Regions from separate parts of the Oryctolagus cuniculus genome. Here region 1 is linked to region 2. The links are chromatin contacts, called in public Hi-C maps. All regions are on one chromosome and are shown on one strand. Each heading gives the region's core, a stretch centred on a gene start, on an enhancer-like site or on the middle of the called end of the contact. The rest is flanking DNA. Distances are from core to core; before and after follow the strand shown.

The links. A called contact is a pair of places that touch in the nucleus more often than the background predicts.
Region 1: a contact with region 2 is called in a Hi-C map of an unstated tissue, with 2.5 times the contacts expected there. The contact joins the promoter of LRP6 here to the enhancer-like site in region 2. A contact is called at or near these places in 2 of 6 Hi-C or Micro-C datasets (psoas muscle and an unstated tissue).

Annotation. Positions count from the first base shown.
Region 1 is chr9:109,920,753-109,926,970 of mOryCun1.1, forward strand. It overlaps LRP6 (LDL receptor related protein 6), which reads right to left and starts at 4,297. Exons shown (of 23, transcript XM_002712655.5): 1 at 4,158-4,297. The coding sequence starts at 4,212.
Region 2 is chr9:109,826,953-109,832,489 of mOryCun1.1, forward strand. It overlaps LRP6 (LDL receptor related protein 6), which reads right to left. Exons shown (of 23, transcript XM_002712655.5): 4 at 1,838-2,034; 5 at 151-282. Among named protein-coding and RNA genes, the nearest start is that of LRP6, 95 kb to the right of the region's middle. Within about 2 kb of position 2,324, at least 3 of the 8 cell types and tissues checked have an H3K27ac peak or open chromatin away from gene starts, as enhancers often do.

The DNA.
Region 1 (6,218 bases), core at 3,047-5,546, 96 kb after region 2:
CCCAACACCAAGGCTGGGCCAAGCCAAAGCCAAGAGCCAGAAACCCAAATACTTGAGCCACTACCTGTTGCCTCCCAGGGTGTGCATCAACCAGAAGCTGGAATCAGGAGTGGAGCCAGAACTGAAACACAGAGCTCATCCCTGATACGGGATACAGGTTTCCCAAGCCGCATAACCACTGTGTCCAACACCAGCCCCTAAAAGTGTACATTCAGATAAAATGTTTTCCATTTATATGCCCTGTGACAGAATTTCCTTTGATACTCAAAAAAGACCATCTTTTCTAACAGCCGAAGTATATTTAAGGGCAAGGCAGTTCAACAAGTAGAAATGCCTTCAATTAAAGCAAAAAAATAAAAATTCTGAAACATTGAACCACAGGAAATCACTGGTAGCCGCTCTGTTAACATTTCATACCAAATTATTCTGCCTAAATGAGTAAATCTAAGACCCAATAAGTAAACAAGGAGAAAACTAACTACACGAAATGATCAGATATCAGTAACTCATAAAAGCCAGTCTAAATTTAAAGGATCATCTAGCCCAGGTTTTCTCCAAGTGTGTTTTCTGGAAGGAAAGTGTAGCAGAAGAGTCAAGGGATTTATTAATTAACAAGCTTGGAAAATACTGGGTTGAACAAGGTTAAACTGGTTTCTTTACCTCAGGCCTTTTCAGTGCCCTTACTGTGATTATATGAATTATCAATCTCCGAAAGAAGGATTGGTTACTCTAATGAAGACATTTAACTGTACAGATATGAAGTAATTACCCCAAGGTCACACAGCTAGCTAACGGCAAGTTTAGATCCATAATCCTGATTCCTACCCCAAAATCTGTTCTACTTCCTCAAGGCTTTATATAATATCTGGTTTCAAAGGGGGGAAAAAAAAAACAACTCTGCGATGACCATTCCTATAGAAATGTAAGATGAGAAACACTAGAGATTCGGTCCAACATTATGTACCAACTCTTTAGAAACAAAGCAAGAAAAGTCATTAGCAGGCACTTTTTATATAACAAGTCTCCTCAAAAAAAGCTAAACATAGCACTTACAGATCACACACACTAATGGTACTCCAAAATTAATATATTCATCACAAATACTTCCTCTTCAAAATCAGTTTTTTGTAATTTGTACTTGACAGAATCAAGAGAAGAGTTGGATCCATTAGGGCAGGAATCAGGTATGATTTGCTCACCACTATACGAGAGACTGACATATGGTAGGTTTTCCATATCTATTTGTTTCAAAAATGAATACATCTCTGCCTTATCAATAATTAGCCACAGGATCCTGATCAAGTTAAATAGTCTCTGAATCTGAGTTTCTCTACTCACCAAAGCGGTTAGACTAGAGTGTTCAAGAAATGTGCGTATTACATTTTGAAACCTCAATCCCTGCCTTTGAGGATATGCCACAATGAAAAAGTACAACAAAATAAAACATCTGCAAAGCACTTTTTATTCATGACTTCATTTAATATATCTGAAAACCCTGTAAATTCATCAGGTAGCTATCATCAGCCACATTTTACAGGTAAAGAATCTGGGGCTCAGAGAAGTTTGCTATGAAGTAGTAAAGTTTGGGCTTTTAACCTAAGATTTTGGTATTGAAAAATATCCCCAAATGTTTCCACTACACCTCATCACCTCATCATCCAATGGTAGGAACAGGACACAGCCTGGGAAATAATATTCCCTGGATTTCAGCTACTTACAAAACAGGGCTACAAGAACAAAAAGTCTCCCAAGCTCTTTCTTACACAATCCATCACATACCCAATGGTAAAGCTCCAACTCTTCTGTGAGGAAAAATGACCTTGATGAAACAAACTAGTCACACTTTTCTCCTTGGAGTCCAAGGCTGACTAAATATCATTTTTGTATCTGTAGATGACATTATCAAGGAAGGAAGACAATCTAAATTATGACCACTTCACATCAAACATAATTTTAGTTCAAGTAACAAGCACACACTGCTAAATGCTGGTAAACAGAAAAGACCACCTCATACCATTATGATGCTACAACATAAAATGAGCTCCACTTCTTAAACTATCACCTCTTCTAGGTCTTGCTACACAATATAATACTTCAAAACATTTCTCCAAATGCAACCTCTCTCAACTCCAATGAACACATCCAACTCTGGGCTCAAACCTGGTGTTAAAATAAATTAGTAGCATTTACATCACACTCTTCCCCTCCAAGAAATACAACTGGGCAACCAGAAGAACCCCCAGGTTATGGGTTTAGACTTCCCCAAGACTCCTGTAACCATCTGGCATTCTTTGGTTAATTCTATTAGCCTTCTGTCTTAAAATATATGTGCACAGGGGCCGGTGCCAAGGCTCACTTGGTTAATCCTCCACCTGCGACGCCAGCATCCCATATGGGTGCTGGGTTCTAGTCCCGGCTGCTCCGCTTCTAGTCCAGCTCTCTGCTGTGGCCCGAAAAGGCAGTGGTGGACGGCCCAAGTGCTTAGGCCCCTGAACCCCGTGGGAGACCAGGAGGAAGCGCCTGGCTCCTGGCTTCGGATCTGCGTAGCGGCCTTTTGAGGGGGGTGAACCAAGGAAGGAAGACTTTTTCTCTCTCACTGTCTAACTCTATCTATCAAATAATATATATATATATGCACAGCCCTATGACACATACGATTGTTTCTCACAGTTACAGCTGTGAAACTTTCAACAGTGACTGTAACAGTAAAGTACAGATACTATACTGATTATAACGCCCAAGTACATAACATAAAATTGCATTACATTCTCTGGGGTTTACCTGTGGAAATGGACCGTCTGGATTAAGTGTTAATCGTTAAGGATAAATGTAACACGCAATCCTAATAGTGGTGCAGAAGAGTAAAGAAAATATCCCTTCTACATCAAAAAGGTCAGTTCCTGTCACCCAAAAATACATCCACACATGCGCACAGAAACGACGCATCTGTCACATTTCTAACACAAGATCGTTGATTACTGTCATGTGCTGTACCTGGTAAGTTTGGGAGGGCTTCACACAACTTGTCTGTTACATCAGTAGCTAGAAAACCTCCAGAGACCTCACACCTGCGAAGACCTGACCAGGACCACGAGCCAGAATTTTAACAAAACCACAACTACCACACTTTGGACTTTAAATTCCTCCGCTGGGAGCTGCTGAAGAGCCCGGGACTCCTCTCCACAAGTTTTGAGAAGAGCTGTGCAAAACTTGCGGACCAGCCCAAACCCAGTTCACACACGAGAAGTCACAGCCAGCGTGTCAGCACTGCAGGGCAATGCAACACATCCCGGGACCCCGGAATGGAAGCGACTCCCGGAGTAAATTACCCAGTCTGTGTTATTTACCCAAGTACCAAGTAATCCCCCACCCCCACCCCCACCCCCGGGGTGGGGTGGGGGTGCGCAGCAAATGACCATCCAGGTCCCAGGACTGGGGCCTCCGCATGCAAGCACAACTTTCCCACTCGCTGCTGCCAACTCCGCAAATACCAGGGCTTCCCAGAGCCACGTCGGTCTCGGAGCACGGGCCGCCGCTCGGGTGATCCCTACGCTGCCACGCTTGCCCTATAACCCCGGAGTCACTTTTCCAACTGTGCCCTCGCCCGGGATCGTCCCAGCCCAAGCGGAAGCCAAATGATCAGTAGCAACCAAGGCCTGGAAAAATCGCCAAGAGGGCTTAGAAAGTTCACCTGAGAGATCGGGGGAAGGTGGGGGTTTCCAGGGCGCATCTCGGACTCCCCACGTTTTTGGTTTTTGTTTGTTTTTTTAAGCCGAACTCGGAGCAAAGCCCCTTTCCCCTGAGGACGCCCGGCGGCCGGAGGCGCACACTCAGTCATTCCGCCAGAGCCGGCGGCCAGCGCTTCCCCGAGACAGGCAGCCCGGAGGGACGCGCAGCTTTGTCCACGCCGAGGTCTGCAAGGCCGGGCTGGGGTCTGGATCGTGGCCGGGCGGAGCGCACAGCCCCTGCGCCCGGGCCCCTTTCTCTCGCTCCTTCCCCACGACCAGGCCTCTCGGCGCTCCTCTTCCCCTCTCCTCCTCCCTCGCTCCCCTCCCCCCCAGACACACAAAACAAGGCCACCTCCCCCCACCCCCAAATCCCACCAACTTTCCAGGGCGCCCCCCCCCCCAGCCCCGCGCCGCGCGCGCTCTGCCCACCTCTCAGGAGCACGCAGAAACTGCAGGCCAGGAGGCTCCTCAGCACGGCCCCCATCTTCCCGGCTCGCGTTCTCTCCTCTCACCGGCGAGAGGCGACCAGATGAGGGGGAGGCGAGGAGCCGGGGCGGCCGCCGCAGCGGCAGAGCTGCGCGATCATGCTCCCCGGCTTCCCCGAGACAGAAGAAGAAAGAAAGAGGCACGTCAAGGCTCCGCGCGCGCCGCCGCCGCCGCCGCCCTCTCTACCGCGCCGCTCTGCCCCGGGCTCGCGCGACGCCAGCGTCTGCTCCCATCCCGCCGCCTCCTCCCCCGGCGCCCCACTTCCCCCGCGCAGCTCCTCATTCAGCCTCTTCCTCTCGCGCAGCGGCGCAGGGATACGGCCGCCCGCCGTCGCCAAGGGTCGCCGTGGAGGTCTCCCTGCGCGCGGCCGAGCCCCCCTCCCGCGGCGCCGCTTCCCGCGCACTTGGGCAAAGAAGAGGAAAACCGCGCGTTCGGCCTCCGCGGCGAGACCCCGGGAGATGCGTGGGGCGAGCAGAGGCGAGCGGCTCCAGGAAAGGCTGCCGGGCCGCGCATTCCGATGGGATTCTTTCCCGGGCTGGCCGCCTCGGCCCTCCCCGCGGAGGGCGTGAGGCGACGTCGAACAACATTGGAGCCGGCGTGGTCGGGACTACTTTCTGCGGCTCGGCCGGGCCGCCCCCGGCCCCGGTCTTTGTGCGGCGGACGCCGGACGAGCCAGGTGGAGCTCCCGGGGTGCGGCGGCCGCCAGCGGGGCCTGCGAGGTGCGGGGGGCCGGCGAGCGGGTCCACGCTCCAGGAGCCACGGCGGAGTCCCTCACGGGGTAATGCACTCGGTCTTCGGGGTTGGAAATCAGTTTGAACACCTTTTTTTTTTTTTTAAGGAAAATAAAAACCAACGCTGGTCACACCAGCTTTAAACGTGGATCTGCTGAGGTAGGTTCACATGCCAAGGCCGAAGTGCAATTCTTGTTTTCCTCCTGCCTTCCCAGAGACACCTGCTCCCCGAGTGAAGGCCGGCAAGACGTAAAAATGTGTAAACTGGAGGAGTAAAATTTCCAAGACGAGTGCATGGGCACCTAAGCCTGCAAAAGGGACAGTTGGACAAAGCTGAGTTTGCATTTAATAATGTGTGATTGGCACGCTTTGATGGTCGAGGCTCAGAAGGAAGAGATCCCCCAGCGCTTCGGCTTTTGCACAGCCTCTGGCTTCTCCCAGTGCACAGAGCCGTTGGGGAGCAGGGGCGTAGACACCCCTTGAAATCCCCCCAACACCCCGACAGTCAGGTGCCTTCTGTGCAGCTGTCACCCACCCTTCCCAGAAGGCAGCCGGGCCAGGAAATGCAGTCACTCCCGGGATCTTGCTCACACCCCAGAGACACTGGAGTTCACCTAGTGCCGGCACGTGCACGATCAGGTTTGAGGCTCGAAACATCCTGGGATGCGCAGGTGTTGACGCTTAGTGTCTTCATTGCACCCAGAAGGAAAGTAAGCTGAGAGGTCCGGTGACTTACCCAAGGCCGCTCAGGCAGGGACCTGAACCCAACCCGGGTCAGTGACTTCAGACACTGCCCGCCCAGGAAACACATGCTGGGGTCGAGGCCAGGCAGGTCTGTAAGCTCGTGGGTGAGCAGAAACAGACACATCCCCGTCCCCCAATTTCCAGTGAGAACAGCCAGCCAGCTGTGGACCTAAAACACCTTCTCCCAAGGACAGGGTCGGGAGTCTGCTGGCTTTAGGTTCCCACCTCCCCCATAACATAGCTGAGCAGAGCTTGCAGCAATGATGTAACACCGCATCAGTGTTCTGTGAAGCCAGTGAGGCTGTGGAGACAGCGATGGCCTACTGGAGAAAGCATGAGGTAAGGGACGCATGTGGGTGAGGATCCAAACCCAATTCGTTGCTAAATGTGTAACCTTGGACGAGATATTTAAATACACTGCATCTCAGTTGACTCGTTCATCAAGTGGAGATAATTCCTCCTTTAGGCTTGTGTTACGCATTAAATTGAGTAATGTAATATATATATATATATATATCTGCTCGACACA
Region 2 (5,537 bases), core at 1,074-3,573:
AATCTGAGAGAGAAAAGAAATGGCAGCTAACTTTTTTTTAAAAAAAAATAGCATGTTACTTAATATACCAAACTAATTTAAGAGAAATAAATCATTTAGAATTCCAATTGTCATAAAATCTTTCCATTTTGGATATAATATCAATCTTACCATCTTTGCAGGTTTTTCCATTCTCCAGGAGTTTGACCCCAGTTGGACAAGCACACTGATAGAAAGGCTTGACTGGAGACATCAGACACAAATGGGAACAACCACCATTATCAATTCCACATGGATTAGTAGCTGTCAAATATAAATCACACTGATTAATATTAATGATTATGGATGACCTCCCTCAGTCTGGGTATATAAAGATTAACAATCACAATGGAAGCAAATGTGATAAACCAAAATTATTACCAAATGCCATCCAAGTTCTTGACTACCAGATCACCTCCAAGGAAGGGAATTAATTAGTGATAATTTACAAGCACTTTGTATCCAAAGAGTAACAAGTAAGAGTCAATCAGCGGATTGAAACTAAATGCTATCTTGCACCATATAGACTACACATACAGAGACAAATAGGAAATGAATTGCCGCGGGGTGAGAAAGGCTTCCTTGGAGGAGCCCTGAAGGGTAACAACTGCAAAGCACGGTAGAGCCACAGGCCGAAAGCCAGGGGGCGGCACACTGGATTGGATGATGCAGCAAACAGCACAAGTGGAGGTGAGGGAGGGCGCCTGCTGACATGTGAACAGCAGCTGAAGCTGAAAGAGTGTAGAGTGGCAACAGGCTGTGGTGCAGGCACTGACAGCCAAGAAAGGAAAGAGAACACTGAAACGATTCGTGTGGAAAGGATAGACAGAACTGACTGAAAGAGAAAGGGAGCAGCAGAGAGAACTAATTAACATATCTGTAGAAACTATGAAAACGTATGCATTCAAAAAGATCAACATAGCGATGGAGACCAACAGAATATGAAACATAAAAGAGCAATATCAAAGTTAAGTGCAATTTATTGAACCATAAAGCATAAAGGGACAAAACATTTTCTTTTTTCCAAAAGAGTAACACACACACATAAAAACATTTTTATGGGCTAAGATCATCAGACTCCAGTGTAACACATTTGATATTTGATTTTCTCCCCCTAAATGGAAAGAACTAATACAAAGCAAGACACAATGCAATGCCTCTTCATTCTTGGCTACAGAACACAATCTGAAATACACTCAGATGCATGCCAGGCATTTATTTACATACAAGTGCCAAGCACTTAACATTCTCATATTCCTTTTAAACCTAATTCCAATCCTGTCTTACCAAAAGTGGTTGCCAGCAGTCACAGCCCAAGTTATTATAAAAGTTGACCAAAAACAGAAGCAAAACTAAGACAAAAAGAGGTGGTTGAGGTAGGCATGTTAAGGTTTAAACAGGTGCTTTATTCAGCAACTGAGGTTATTTAAATTTACCAGCTGGACTAAGAGGTTTCTATTCAAGAAAAATGTTTGTTTTATAAACATACACACACACTGAGAGAAATAATATAAATAAAAATATACGACTGTAGAAGCTTAGCATATGAGCTCTCAATTATTAATGCATTTCTCTCTTCTCCACCTCCATAACTCCTTTCCCCCAGAAAGGGCTGAGGTAGTCTACAGCGACAGCCATCAGGCGGCGAATGGTTTAGGTTATGTGTCTAACGTAAATTATATCTTGATGTTTTTACTCTTTTCTATTCCCTCTCACTACCTTTGGATACATACTCCCTTCTCCTGACCCTCACTGAAGCCAGACACCAGAGCACTACACAGCTGTTCCAACTTGCAATTCAAAAATCAAGATCACTTACCATTTGGCTGCCTCTGTTGGCTGAAGGCATGTATATCCATGGGAGAGAAGATGTTAGAATGGATTTCACGCAGACCCTCGCCAGTATACTTGTTGCAAGCCAAAATGGAGTGTGTATTCCAGTCAGTCCAGTACAATGTGTCCTCAAATAACGTCAAGGCAAAAGGATGTGGAAGAGAACCTTTAACTACTGCCTGCCTATTTGCAAAAAGAGAAAAACTTACTTCTAAATTTTCTTCTTTTACTATAAAATCATCCCATCCATTAAAACAGGCTTAGTATTCATTAACAAATATAAATTCCTAGTAACACATACTTTAGTTCAAATACATTTATTAAAAAGTAAGCCACGTGACTAATTCAAATGTTTTCAAGACCTCCATAAACTCCAACAAAGCCTTCAGAATGGTCTCTAACTTGGCAGCAGGCCCGAAGTTCACTACAAGCCACCTGATTCGGAGAAAAAGCCCCAGTGTTAGCACTGCCGCCCATTCTCACCCCTCCACTACAACCTCTAGACTCACATCTACTCTCTCATCACATAATTCATGTCAACAGACAAAGCTGGCCAATAAGAAAAATCCCAGGGGTTACCACCAGCACTGGGAAGTAGATATAAATCAGCAATAGGTTTATCCCTTCTGGACATGGAAAAACAGAGAACCTGAACCTGTTTCTTTCATTATGTCTTCCAGTTTTCAGAACTAAGAATGAAAACACACATCTGAGGCTAAAAAGGCATTCATTCAGGGAGAACTCTCCCTGCAGGCTCCAGCCCTGCTGCTAATTTTTTGCTATCTTGTTTTTAAACTCCCCAATTCAGGCAGCCAAAAGGAAGTCCTGTCACTGGCAGGATATGTTCATGAAACAAAGCAGACTTAAATTTCCAGAAGCAGTGTGTATTACATACAAAGGAAAGCAGAGAGCCTGATTATTATTTGGGGCCCAGAACTTTGCAGAGTGTCACAAAGAACTACATAATCAGTAAATGCTCTAGAACGAGCAATTAAACCATGTTTTGAGTCAAAATATTTTTTAAAATGCTTTCATGTTTTCACAAATAATCCCAGTGGTCCAGCCTAGAGGGGAGAGAGGGAGAAGAGGAAGAAAGAAAAATCAGGGAGAAAGGGAAGGGAAAAGAGAAGTTATTTAAGAGAAATAGAGAAACACATATCTTAAGGAAGCTGTTTCAGTTTTTAGGTAGGTCAGGTTACTTGATGATCTCTAATATTCCTCCCAAGTAAATTAAACTCAAGAACAGTAATTTTCATCTAAGCAGAATTAGCATTCGTTATTGTACGTGGACTGATCCTCATCTACTAAACGAGGCCAGATTTTTTAGAAAATGAATACAAAATAAGCATGACTAGTTTACCAAACAAACTTTCCATTTTGGAATCTGCTACCTACTCTGCTAGCCCAGATCACCACAAGTTTCTACCCTCATTTTCCTTAATTCTCTCCTATCCTATTACTTTTCCCTCTGAATTCCCAAAAAGAATTGTCACAATACATACTCCAGAAGTGCTTTCTTCCACTTTTTATAGGAATAGTTTTATTATGCTTACTAAAGTGACTATGTTATTTAGAGGAATAATATTAACATTTAATATGTCGATATGTTTCACATTAAAATATTCCAAGATTCATTATGGTAAGAGTTCTGAGAGGCTGCTAATAAAGATAACACACACAAACGAAAAATGCGGAACAGGAAAAAACTAAGTTACTTGGCATGTCATTACCATCCTGAAGAACTGCAAATTACATAACCAGATCTTTGAAAGGCTTTGGAGAAAAACAAATAAACTTTTTAAGTCCTTAAAATAAATGCTAAAGGTTATTCTAATGAACTAAGCAAAATACACATATGGGAAAAGTAAAATTCCTTCCTAAAAGCTATACTCATTTTATACTGATTAAAAGCATAGAATTATGACTCAGAGCTGTTTTTTATAAGTATTTAGTGGATACTTGTAGATGTAAGTATAAAAACAGATGATGCAGAAATAATCCAAATTTGTGACTAATTGTGCTGGGGATAAAGTGGGAAGGAAATAAAACCTGGGATGGCAACCAGGGGGATTTCATCTTTAGGTGAGCAATATTAAAACATAAATCTCAAAGGGGCCGGCGCTGTGGCACACTAGGCTAATCCTCCACCTGTGGCACCGGCATCCTATATGGGCACTGGGTTCTAGTCCCGGTTGCTCCTCTTCCAGTCCAGCTCTCTGCTGAGGCCCGAGAGGGAAGTGGAGGATGGCCCAAGAGCTTGGGCACCTGTATCCGCATGGGAGACCAGGAAGAGGCACCTGGCTCCTGGCTACGGATCAGCATAGCTCCGGCTGTGGCGGCCATTCGGGGGGTCAACCACCGGATGGAAGACCTTTCTCCCTGTCTCTCTCTCTCACTGTCTATCACTCTGTCAAATAAATAAATAAATAATTTTTTTAAAAAAATCTCAAAAACGTTTTTGAATATTGAATACTTGGGAAGGCTGAGTTTAAATCCTGCCCCCCCAACACACATTTACTACTGGTATCATTTCTACAAGTTTTGTTTCCCTCATCTGTAAATAGAAGACAATAATCTATCCTCATGGTGTTACTACAAAGATTAAACAGCAACATGTGCAAAGTTCATTTAATATTATGCTTGGTACTTCATAATATTTCATTAATGATCCCATAATTTCAGGGTATACATTTATAAAATTTATTATTTCTGATACAGGGTATACTCTGTGATGAGCATTTCATGTGATAGCTTTTAAATAATTTTTAAGTCAACAGCTTACTAAAATCAGTAAATACTATACTAAAATTAAATTCATTTTTGATAATTTAATAAAATGTTATATAATAATTTAGATAAATTAATAAAAATTCTATTTCTTTTTAATTATTTAAAATTTCAATTATTTTAATTTTATTTGAAAAGCAGAGAGACAGAAAGGAATACACAGAGATCTTTCATCCACTGGTTCACTTCCCAAATGGCCACAATAGCCAGAGTTGTGCCAAATAAAGCCTGGCACTCAATCCATAGCTCCCATATAGGTGCAGGGATCAAAGTACTGGAGTCGTCATCTGCTGATTCCCAAGGTGTGCATTAGCAGGAAGCTGGACTGGAAGTGAGTAGCTGGGTCTCAAACCAGAGAATTAGATATGATTCAGGCATCCCAACCACTGAGGCAAATGCCCCCTCCTTAATATTCAATTTAAATGACACTTATTTTTCATTGCCTCCTTCATCTTCTCCCCTGCAAGTCAAGATATTTTTCTTCCTCTAGGCTCTCATAACAGGTAGTGGACTGTATTATGACTGTTAATTTATCCAACAAATCTATCACTGATAATATTTTTGAGAGTGGGAACACTAGCTTATTCATATTCCCAAGATCCTATACAATGCTGTATGCATAAACAAGGTGGACTTATTAGACACTCTGTGAATGTTTGACAAAATTAAATGTTTTAAATGAAAACTGTGTAATTAACAGTGTTGACAAGACTATCACTTGTCATTTACTGGCATGTCCAGATGCTGACTTGTTCCTGAAAGTGGAGATACCTGATATAATCCTCACTTTTCTTCTCCCTGGCTGAGATTACCAAACAGGGCTACTTGCTACTTCATCTATTGGAAACACTAGTTACTCCAAAGAGGTGTTGATCGAAGCAAATAAAAATGAAAATGGT